2 separate regions of the Mus musculus genome follow, and region 1 is linked to region 2. A link is a contact called in public promoter capture Hi-C data. All regions are on one chromosome and are shown on one strand. The core of a region is the stretch at or near the end of the contact, and the rest is flanking DNA. Distances in the headings are between cores, read along the strand shown. Region 1 holds the start of Coq2 (coenzyme Q2 4-hydroxybenzoate polyprenyltransferase). Region 2 has its middle 32 kb from the start of Gm45913.

Region 1 (5,253 bases), core at 859-3,358, 340 kb after region 2:
ATTTAACCACAGTCCCTCCACTGGATTGAGCTGAAGGTTCAAAACCACAAGGTCTGGCTCAAAAATGTGGCTCAGAATCACTTTATAGAGTCCTGTTACATGGCAGGATGTACAGCCACTAGATTAATGATGCTTAATTGTGAAAACAGAAACAATGGCAGCTGTTGATCTGTCCTGCGTGTCTGCAAGTCTCTCTTGTAGCTTTGTCACCCAGAATCTAAGAACAGAATTATAAAATGCTTGTGTAAACCCTGAATTATACAACACCCTAATAATGGCAGGCCTGCCTTCTATTTAATAGGTGTCTATAATCTCTTGTTGCAGTGATTCGGTGCTTAAAACCCACACAGGGAGCATTCACATCTAGAATATCAACAGTGACACCTGGCTACTGCCACCCCACCCACTTTGTCACCTGGACGCTGAGGCAAGCTCTGGAGTTTGTGGCCAACCTGCAGTACAAAGCAAGCCCTTGTCTTATGCAAAATAAAACAGGTCCAGCCAGGCATGGAGGAGAGTGCCTGCAGTCCTAGCAACTGGGAAATGGAGGCAGGAGGTCAAGGTTAGCCAAAGACACATATGGGACCCTGTCCAAAAACAAACACCAAACCCAAACGGGGCCACGTTGGGGGTCCTGGATAGGTAAAGGCAGAACAAATAAGTTTGGCATTTGGATGTTCTTCCATACGCTGAAACTGTACATACTGACATCTAGATTAGCTGGAATTCAGTTGTATCCCTCTTCCTACATCTTTCCAGGGTTGCAGGTCAGGCTCCTAGTCTTAATGTTTCAGCACTAAGTCTGTTTGTTTGGCTTTTATTTCAGAATATAAAGCCCAGACTGACTTGCAACTTGAATCAGCCCTCCTGCCGTTGGATGTTAGACTATAGATGTGAGCCACCATATTTAGCTACCCTTGGATTTTGAAAATATTTCTCCAAGACCTCTCTACTCTATAATATAGCATTTCCTTTGGAGTACTATTTTTTTCAGTTGTTCGAACTCTGGAGACAGTAAGTTATTTTTCTTTTCCTGTGCATGACCTATACCTCTGATACTTTTCCATACTTTCCTAGGTTATCAACTGTCTTTTCCAGCCAGAAACAAATTCTTTCAAAGCTGGTAGTTTTCCTAGCTCATTCTGTCACTAAGGCCAGGTGACTTCATCTACAACTCCGGGCATCGTTTTACCAACTAGACAGAAACCTTGCGTGCAGACGGAGCTTATATTGTGTCACAGGTGTCAATAGTCCGTGAGCACTTTGATGAAAAAGACTGAGAAAAAGAAGGTCATAGAGAGGCTTGTGTGAGTTTACGTTGGCGGGCAATTCTAAAGCACGATAACCCGGCTGTGTTCAGATGCTCTCAATCTTTGTAACCGGTGATGAGGGGGAAAAAAAGCCCAGTAGTAACACTTTTGGGGTCCTTCTGGTCTGGCTCTGACGAGGAGCCTTGATTTCAATAGTCTTACTTACATGCCCCTTGGGCCTTACATAATTGGAGGCAAAAATCGAAAACTAATGAATGCAGAAATGCTTCAAAACTGCAAATCAACAATCAAAAGCTTCGTGAAAGCAAAGGAGCACCTGCTCACATCTGAATGGGGTAGGAGTGGTCTGGAGTTTGTGGAATGGTCTGGGAATATGTGATTATCAACGTCCGCCTCCGGGACTCCCGGCTCAGAGCGAGGGAAAATCTGCGTGTCCCTGGCTAAGGTCCTGACCGAGTCCCGAGGGGACTGGCCCAATGGGTGCATCGCAGCGGAGTCGCGGTCACTGCGGCCCTGCTCCTCAGGCAGGCAGGCTGTCGAGCGCAGCGCAGCCCAGCCCGCCCCACTCACCTATGGGCTTGTCCAGGCGCATGAGGCGCAGGTAGGGCTGCAGCGGGCGGGGCGCCGAGTTCACCACGGCCGCGGCCGACAGGCTGAGAGCTCGGCCCCGCTGCGTCCCGGGGGCCGGGGCTCGCCGATCCCGCGCGCCCGGAACCCCTGCGCTGCGCACCAGGGCCAATGGGAGCCCGCGCGGACCTCGCAGCCATGCGGACCGAACGGCCCGCAGGCCCCGCGCGAGCCCCGCGCCTCCCCAGCGCAGCATGGCGCCAGGCTGGACGCCGGTCGGTGGCGTCATCCAGGGCGACGGGCCGCGGGCAGGCATGCGCAGTGGTGGCGCGCGCGCTCCTGGAACTGGATTTACAGACCGGGCTGAGCCGTATGGTGCTAGAAATCAAACCTGGGTCCTCTGTAAGGAGAGCAGCAGGTGCTGTTCACCGCTGAGCCATCTCTCCATCTCCAGGCTTCTTAATGAACTCAAAAGGAGAGTGTTTGTTTATTTGTATGGAATAGTTCTACCATAAAAAGAAAAACTTAAGTCCAAAAATGTTAACTACATGGAATGTTCACCTTCTAACACTAAAAGGGAAACAAAAAGCCAAATCAAATTATGTAAATTTTTATATATGTATATTCATATATACATATACTCATATATATACATATATATGAATTTAAGTATATCTATCTATATCTATATACTTAAGGGAAATTCTTTACTCGAGGTGAACCTAAGTTTGACAGCTAAAAAGGATGCAGTTTCACTCAAGAACAACTTCATAACCAGGTGGTGGTGGCGCACTCCTTTAATCCCAGCACTCGGGAGGCAGAGGCAGTCAGATCTTTACGTTTTCGGCCAGCTTACTAAAGAGTGAGTTCCAGGACAGCCAGAGCTACACAGAGAAACCCTGTCTTGAAAAATAAAACAAAGAAAAACAAAACAATAACCAACTTTATGCGACCCTTGTTAATATAGTTGGCCGTTGCATGTTTGCAGGTACCTGGTATGTGTTATTCCACGGTAACCCCTCACTGACTGGCTCTGGACAAGTCGCTTATCTGGATTTTAGTGTTTTGAGATGGTGGTGTATCCTTTTCGGTGCCCTTCCTTAAAGCCTATGAAGTGAGTTCTGTGATCCTGGCCTGGCGCTTGAGGAAGGTGCAGCAGGGGGCGCGCTGGCCTTTGCAGTCTGGGAAGCGCTGCTGGTCCTTTGATCTTTTAGCTCCATCTGCTGCTTGCCAGTTGAGCTCCTCTACAGGTTTGCGGCCTTTGAGGCTCCTTTCTTTTCCCAAAAGTTGCCTCCACGCTGTTTATTTTCAAGCACCCTTTCAGGTAGCATAGGTGCCGCCATGCCAAACACGAGGCTCTTTCACACTTGCACACTATTTCCATTTGCCTGGAGTTCCCAACACAATATTTAAAATGCAAAAATCATTGCGAATGCTTTCTATTTTAGAGGGAAAGGATGATAAAGCTGTTTTTTAAAATTGCTTTTTTTTTATTTGAAAAAAATGTATTTTAAAGTCCACTAACTTTTTCACTCTCAAACCCATTTCAACTTGTCCTGCAGTGGTAGTAGGACATTATAAAAGTAAAGACTAGACTGAGTCCAAAGAATAGTTATTAGCATGAAGCAGGAGCGACCATGGCTCTCTGCCCTGTTCTGTTAACTCCATAGAGGGTCAATAGCAACCTTTTGCTTTTGTGACATGATGTCTGTGGCCTTCCGTGGGAGACACACACACACACACACACACACACACACACACTAAATAACTAAATACATGGAATAAATGTTTGAGGTTTTGGGTTTTTTTGGTTTTTTGTTTGTTTGTTTGTTTTGTTTTATTTATTTATTTATTTATTTATTTATTTTTATTAGGTATTTTCCTCGTTTACATTTTCAATGCTATCCCAAAAGTCCCCCATACCCACCCCCCCAATCCCCTACCCACCCACTCCCCCTTTTTGGCCCTGGCGTTCCCCTGTACTGGGGCATATAAAGTTTGCAAGTCCAATGGGCCTCTCTTTCCAGTGATGGCCAACTAGGCCATCTTTTGATACATATGCAGCTAGAGTCAAGAGCTCCGGGGTACTGGTTAGTTCATAATGTTGTTCCACCTATAGGGTTGCAGTTCCCTTTAGCTCCTTGGGTAATTTCTCTAGCTCCTCCATTGGGGGCCGTGTGATCCATCCAATAGCTGACTGTGAGCATCCACGTCTGTGTTTGCTAGGCCCCGGCATAGTCTCACAAGAGAGAGCTATATCTGGGTCCTTTCAGCAAAATCTTGCTAGTGTATGCAATGGTGTCAGCGTTTGGAAGCTGATTATGGGATGGATCCCTGCATATGGCAATCACTAGATGGTCCATCCTTTCGTCGCAGCTCCAAATTTTGTCTCTGTAACTCCTTCCATGAGTGTTTTTTTGTTTTTTAAAGAAGGTAAAAATGGTTTCAAACTCATATGCCCTGGGAAGTTCTATTCCTGGACTTGGAAAGTATTCTTTTTGTGGAGAGGCTGTGAACCACAAGGGTGAAATAAATAATGAAAATCATTGGAGCAATAAGATAAGGTGCAGATTAAAAGCTAACAGGCATGTGAGCTTAAAAGGTCTCACTAACAAGGCAGACAAGAAAGATTAGGGAAACTTCAATGTTATTGCATTTAACATTCAGTAATGTAACTGAGCACTGGTCTTCATGCGGCCGTGCCTTTCTCATACACCTATCGGCTATTAGAAGTATCTTACCAGCAATTTGTATTGCATATGCCTCTTATTGTACATGCCTCTAAACTACTTTGACTCTTTCTCCCTCTCCCTCCCCCATCTCCTTCCTTCCTTTCTCCCTCCCTCCTTTCCTCCCTCCCTCCCTTCATTTTTTGAAGCTGGGTTGGGCTTTGTAGCTCTGGTTGGCCAGTAACTCTCTATGTAGACCAGGCTGACCTCAAACTCACAGAGATCTGCCTGTTCTGCCTCCCCAAGTGCTGTGATTAAAGAAAGGCACGTGTCACCATGTCCAGCTGCCTCAATAATTTAAAAAACGATTTTCATCTGGGTGTAGTGATGTGTGTGTGTGTGTGTGTGTGTGTGTGTGAGAGAGAGAGAGAGAGAGAGAGAGAGAGAGAGAGAGAGAGTCCACATATGTGTGTGTGAGTGTCTGGGTGTGCATGTGTTCACATGTGTGTGAAGTCAAATATGTGGATCTCAGGGATTTAACCCAGATCAGTCTCAGTGGCCAGCACCAGTGAGCAATGACTAACAAAATAGTCAAGTAAATTTACAAATATTTTTAAATAGGTAGCATACATCAACACAAAACCATACCTCTTACTTCACAGGGAATATGAGTCTATTCTGAGCCACATGCATGACTGTGGTTCAAGAACACGGTTTCAGATTACCCCAGAACCATGTTCCAACAT
Region 2 (5,812 bases), core at 1,008-3,507:
TGGGCATCGAGGTAGAGCCCATGAGGCAGCCTGAGGGCTTATGTACAGGAAAGGTGCCACGCACACGCGCGCACGCGCGCGCGCGCACACACACACACACACACACACACACACACACACACACACACGCCTGCAGCAAGTGGGTGAGCTGTCCCTGAGGGTGGGAGAGCAGGAGAGCCGTCCTTGCCCTTTGCCTGGACAAAGCTGGAGAGTTCACCCTCATGGCATGGGTGATCCAAAGCTATAGGATCTCCATGACTCAGGGCAACAACAGTATTCCTGAGAGGAGTCCCGTGAGAATTCAGTGGTGTTAGCAGAGGCCTCGAACCAGACCGCTGACTCATTGCCATCAGTAAAGCTGTTTGAGCAGAAGGGTGTACCGTGTGACACGCTGTGACACACCGAAGCTTCCATGGCACAGATGGTTTTTATCTGCTTTGTTTTTTGTTGTTTTTGTCTTCTTTTGTGGGGGTGGTTGCCAGGTCAGAGGGCAGATATGAAGAGTGGGGAGATGAGTGGGATTGGGATGCACGGTGTGAAATTCACAAAGAATCAATTAAAAATTAAAAAAAAAATTCAAATGCCAGAGTTCTTCCTCAAGCAAGCACACACTCAACACTCAGGTCAAACTCATTTCTCAGAATTTCCCGTCTTCCCTGGGCCCAGAGCTGACAGCTCTTCCTCTGAGCCATCCATGCATAACACGTTTCCATCCAGTACCCACGATCAAGCTTGTCTTTGAACGTCAAAAACTTTCTTACATTTTTCTTTCTTTCTTTTTTTAACAGTTGAAGCAGGCCAGCACAGGGACAAATTGAAAACCCAGGATTCTGCTTAGTTTGAATTATACCCAAACCTCTTTCCCAGTAATGCACTTAGCAACCTGGAAACCCCAAGCTTAACGTGCATGCATCTTGCTCTAAACAATGAAGTAGGTCACTCATAGCAACACCATGGTAACTCCCTCTGCTGGTAACCCCTAGTCTGTGGTCAAATACATTCTGGAATGTATCAGGAAGGTATGGACAACGGGACAGCCCAGCATGGAGTGGTTTTCAGTGCACGCATAATAAAACAAAAATCTGTCCTCAAAATTAATTTATAGGGAAAAAAGTAGCCCCGTTTGCTATCTTATGCCTGTCTGAGATTGGCTGTGCTTGTGATTAAAATCAGATGCATCATGGGAAAGAACAGGTGCATCAGACAAAGACGTACAGAGCCCAAGTCTATTACACAAAGCAGAAAATCACCCCCACTCAGCCCTTAGCAACCGACTCATGGACCACAGCAGGGCATCCTGGGAGTAACCAGGTGCCCTGAGCATTCTAACTAAAGCAGCCCACTGTTCCCCGGCCTCCTTGTGTCTACCCTAAACAACACACCAAGACCGGACAGAGAGCACTGACAACAAGATCTCACTGTGTAGCCCAGGTTGGCCTGGAACTCCCCATGTGTCCCAAACTGGCCTCAAACTTGAGATTCGTTTCTCAGCCTCCCAAATGCACCACAGGACACAGCCCTCTCTGTACACAGCCCTCTCTGTTTTATTAGTAGTCCTGTGATATGCAGGGACCTTTCTCTGTTCACCCCAGCCCTTGTCTTTCAGACTCCGGTGCACCTCCTCATCAGCTCAGTTAATTTGAAGCATCTGTCAGCCCTTGTCGCCATTTGCGCTTGTCACACCACTGTGCCTCTCCTCACCTAGACAGGACGTCTACTGGCTTTACCCGCATTTATAACCTCAACACCTAAAATGGAATGTGGTAGGCACAGACAGCAGGAGTGTGTGGGAGCAGGCACCTGGTCACTGGAGGATTTGGGATATCAGCTTTTCCCTGCTGCAAACCTTTCTAAACAGGGACACCAGCCCTCAGCTCACTGCATACCTTTCTCCAGTCTGAGAGCTGCTGTTGGCAGAAGCCAGTGCTGGGTTCATGAGAACAGTTGCAGTTAATAACCTAGAGCATGGCATATATCTGCCATTACAGGAAGACAGGTGCCGCGGCTCCTCCAGCTGTGCAAACTGCTGCTGCTACCAATCGCATCAACGTCACCAGGGCCTGTGGCATCTGACATCCCCACCACTGACACTGAGGTTATTCACAAAGTTCTCCCAAGCCTCATCTTGCCTTCTCCTCTTCGGGTTAGTGGAATTCATTCTATCCTGGTTCTCTCCCTTCATCTGACACTGGGATTCTGGCCACACCCAAAGAAAGAACACCCCACAGCCACTGATAGACCGGCTGAGGCGTGGCCACCTTTGGCGGTTTCAGGAAGCGCATCTGTTCTCTGGGGACTTACTGCACTTTCTTCAGATCATGTAACTCCGACCCCAAAGCCCCCTCTTTTCAGCACATGTCCTCCTTCCTGCCCTCTCCCAAGTCTACACTTCACTCCAGAATCTTACACCCAGGGGAGCTGAGGTTAGAAAGTATGTAAGCATAGCTATAGTGGTCTGGTTAAGGGGAGGCCATGGTCGGCGTAAGGAAAAAGATACGCAGGTTTCAGTTAGAAAGGACGTATCTGAGAGATATGACTGGCAGCAGAACAACAGAGAGGGCATTCTGGGTGGACGCAAGAATCTGGTTCCTTCCTCCACAGTTCTCAGAATGGAACAGCAGCCCTATATCCTTCCCAACCCTTCTCCTGGGAGTGTCTGTGACTCACGCCATCATAAACCAGGAGGATGCCATCTCTGCTATTCTACCACACCGAGAAAGACACCAGGAAGCACTGTTGTGACTGCTGTAATAAATAATCCAAGCTGCTGCTAAGTATGGGCTGAACTGTGTTCCCCTTAAATTCATATTGCGAAGCCCAAAGGTGGTATATTTAGAGACAGGCTCTTTAAGGAGGTAAGTTCTTTTAATGGGATGTTAGACTCAGCCCTAGTCCAGTCTGGCTATTGTATTTACAGGAGAGAGTATTCTCAGTACGGCTGGAAAGACAGCTTACTGGTCAAGAGCACTTGAATTCCATTCCCAGAACCCACGTCAGAAGGTTCATAACTCCCTGAAACTCCAGCTCTCGGGATCCAAGCACCCTCCTCCAGTCTCCATAGGGACCCACACATGCGGCACACACACACATTGTACATAAATAAAAATATAGAATATTTTCTTAAAGAGGTGAACATCTGAATCTGCTAAAAAAAAAAAAAAAAAAAAAAAAAGACACCAAGGATGCTTCTGAGCAGAGGAAAAAGCAAGTGGAGAGTCAGCCTAGCTGCATAGCAAAGAGAAGGCAAAGAGGAAGCCGACAGCGCAAGCACCCTGACCTCGCGGGGCAGACAGCCTCCAAGCTGAGACAAATCAGTGCCGGTTAAGCCATGTAGCTGATGGCCTTTTGTTATTCCAATATAGGAAACTGCTTCTGCCCCATTCATTCCCTCCCACATGTCATTCCTCTTCCTACTCCCCCTTGGCTGTTTCTCAAATAGAATCTGACTATGTAGCCCAGGCTAGCCTCTGGCTTTTGTTCAGCCTCCCTACCTCCACCTCCCAAACTGTGATTACACGACTGAATGAATGCCTTTTTAAATGAGTTTTGCACCTTGTCCTACAGAACAGAGAGTCTCCTAGGAGAGGTAAAGTCAAGTGTGGTGGTGAGTGCTTGCAATCCCAGCCCTTGGGAAGAAGAGGAAGGGTAGAGAGTTCAAGGCCAGCCTCTGCCACATAGCAAGTCCAAGGCCTCCCTCAGCTCCTAGACACCAGGACTCATCGTGAAAGCAGAAGGGCAGGAGAGGTGGCTCAATGGGTAAAGGCAGTTGCTACCAAGCCGGGTGCCCAGAGTTCAGAGCCAGGACCCACAGAAAGCAAGAAGCAGCTGCAGAAAACCCTCTGACCTCCGACATTCAGGCTATGGAACGTCCATGCCCACACAAACACCCACAAAATACATGCTATAAAGTTTAAGGAAGGTGAGGAGAGAAAGGGAAAAAAGAAGAGAAAAAGAAAAGAAGAAAAAAAGAAGTTAGTTACATGTGGTAGAAGGCACTAGAATGTTTGATTTTAAAATTTTTCTGTTTGCTAGTGAGATAGCTCAGTGGATAAGGACAGTCTGGAACCCTCCTGGTGATAACAGAGAACAAAGTTCTACAGGCTGATGTCTTGGGGTTAGGGTGGAATTACCACAGTTTCTGAAATGGCCCTAAGCCTATTTCTGCCACTTTGTATTATGTATTCATGTGAAACGGCATTCTCAGCGTTGATGATTATAAAATCAGCTATTGGCACGCTCTGAGATGGGCGGAAGATGTCCCCACCCACGCCTCAAATATTCAGCCAAGATTCTGCTCTGTATGGAAAAACAAGCATTTCTGTCTCATTAGCATGCAAATTTGCCTTTATATTTAACAAACAGGAAGATTATCTGTATAATAAAGAGTTGTCTAGAGTAAATTTCTTTATGATTTATTATCAGGGAATGTTTGATTTGTAGGCCTCTTTTATATAGCTATATCCTTGGGGCTGTGTAATGGTTGCTTGAATACAAAGGGATCTTGACTGGAAAGTGCTTATGAAGCCCAGCTCTGAGGACATTTGTGGTCCAGAGCAAAGCCTCCAGACTCCTAACCTCTGTCTCTGTGGTCCTCAGCCAGTGTGACAGCAGAGTGAGACTTGGAAGCACCATCAAGATTCCTTGCTGCTCTCACGATCTGCCTTTTAATAGAACTGAAGGTTAATAAATTAATAAGAAGCCACTGCACTAACACAGATTAGTCAGGGGACTGACGTGAGCAGAGCAAGCAATGTTTTCCCAGACCCATAAATATGTCAGCACTTTACAGAAGAGTCGACGTTTTATGACAGAAACGGAATCAATAGAACGTGGGTGAACTGTGAGCTGGGCGCTAACTTCTTCCCTAGCCCCCTGGGCACAGACGAGCACAGCACAGCTTCAGCTCATGTTGGTAAAGGAGTTCCCCCATTCGGTAGAGCCTGGGGAGACAGGTAAGGAAGGGTGCTGTGTTGGTCACTTTTGTCCCTGTGACAAACGCTCAGAACATAACCCACCTAAAGTGATATGTTAATGAAAGAAACATAGATGACCTAAGACAGATTTATAAAACCATGAAAACATTTTTTTTTTTTAATTTTGGCTTTAATACCTGCAGGCTTCACAGCTGTCAGGCCCATGACAAGGCAGAAATGCCGTGGAGGAAGGCAAAAGAGAGGTGTTCATAGGCATACCGTGCTCGGTGCAGCATCAGCAGTGACTTCCTGTAACCGGGCCCCACCTTCCACAGTTTCCAAAACTGCCTAATGATCCACTTGGTTAGGATTCCACAGGCGGATCCACAGGCAGATTCGGTCTGTGCTCTCAGGGTCCAATCTCATCCTTTAAGCCCCACCTCTGATCGCCACAGTGGGGACTAAGCCTTGATACCCAAGCTATGAGGGAGTGGGGAACTGGGACTCGCTTCACAGCTATATGACACAGGCACACAAATCAAACCTTCCCTGCAGGAGGATGAGTGAGCTAAGATGGAGCACGGCAAATAAGAGCATCGAAGGAAGGACTCACATGAGCTACGTGCAAGCCTTGCGGCTCTACACTGCCATTACAAGATAATCTGTGGGAGAGCAAGCTGGCTCATGCTGCCAAGCCTGACCCCCTGAGTTTGATCCCTGAATCCACAGGGTGGAACCAGAGAACTGACTCCCCAGGTTGTCCTACGGCCTCCACATGTTTGCCAAGCACACCCAATAATTAAATGTGGTTCTTTAATAATATATATGATTAAATATGTCATAAATAGTATATTTTATTTATAATATAAATATTTATAACATATATCATTATATTACAC

What was found. Promoter capture Hi-C pulls out the DNA fragments that hold promoters and counts their contacts.
Region 1: a contact with region 2 is called in a promoter capture Hi-C map of pre-B cells, with 2.3 times the contacts expected there. The contact joins the promoter of Coq2 here to the enhancer-like site in region 2. A contact is called at or near these places in 1 of 39 promoter capture datasets (pre-B cells), 3 of 484 Hi-C or Micro-C datasets (the Ba/F3 cell line, the N1E-115 cell line and pro-B cells), 1 of 115 datasets of contacts at active chromatin or transcription factors (large pre-B cells) and 1 of 9 other capture datasets (pancreatic islet).

The regions. Positions count from the first base shown.
Region 1 is chr5:100,672,148-100,677,400 of GRCm38.p6, forward strand. Coq2 (coenzyme Q2 4-hydroxybenzoate polyprenyltransferase) reads right to left here and starts at 2,109. Exons shown (of 7, transcript NM_027978.2): 1 at 1,842-2,109. The coding sequence starts at 2,094.
Region 2 is chr5:100,331,529-100,337,340 of GRCm38.p6, forward strand. No RefSeq gene overlaps it. Among named protein-coding and RNA genes, the nearest start is that of Gm45913, 32 kb to the left of the region's middle. Within about 2 kb of position 2,258, at least 35 of the 459 cell types and tissues checked have an H3K27ac peak or open chromatin away from gene starts, as enhancers often do. A contact at or near this core is called in the N1E-115 cell line, pre-B cells and pro-B cells, where this site is marked.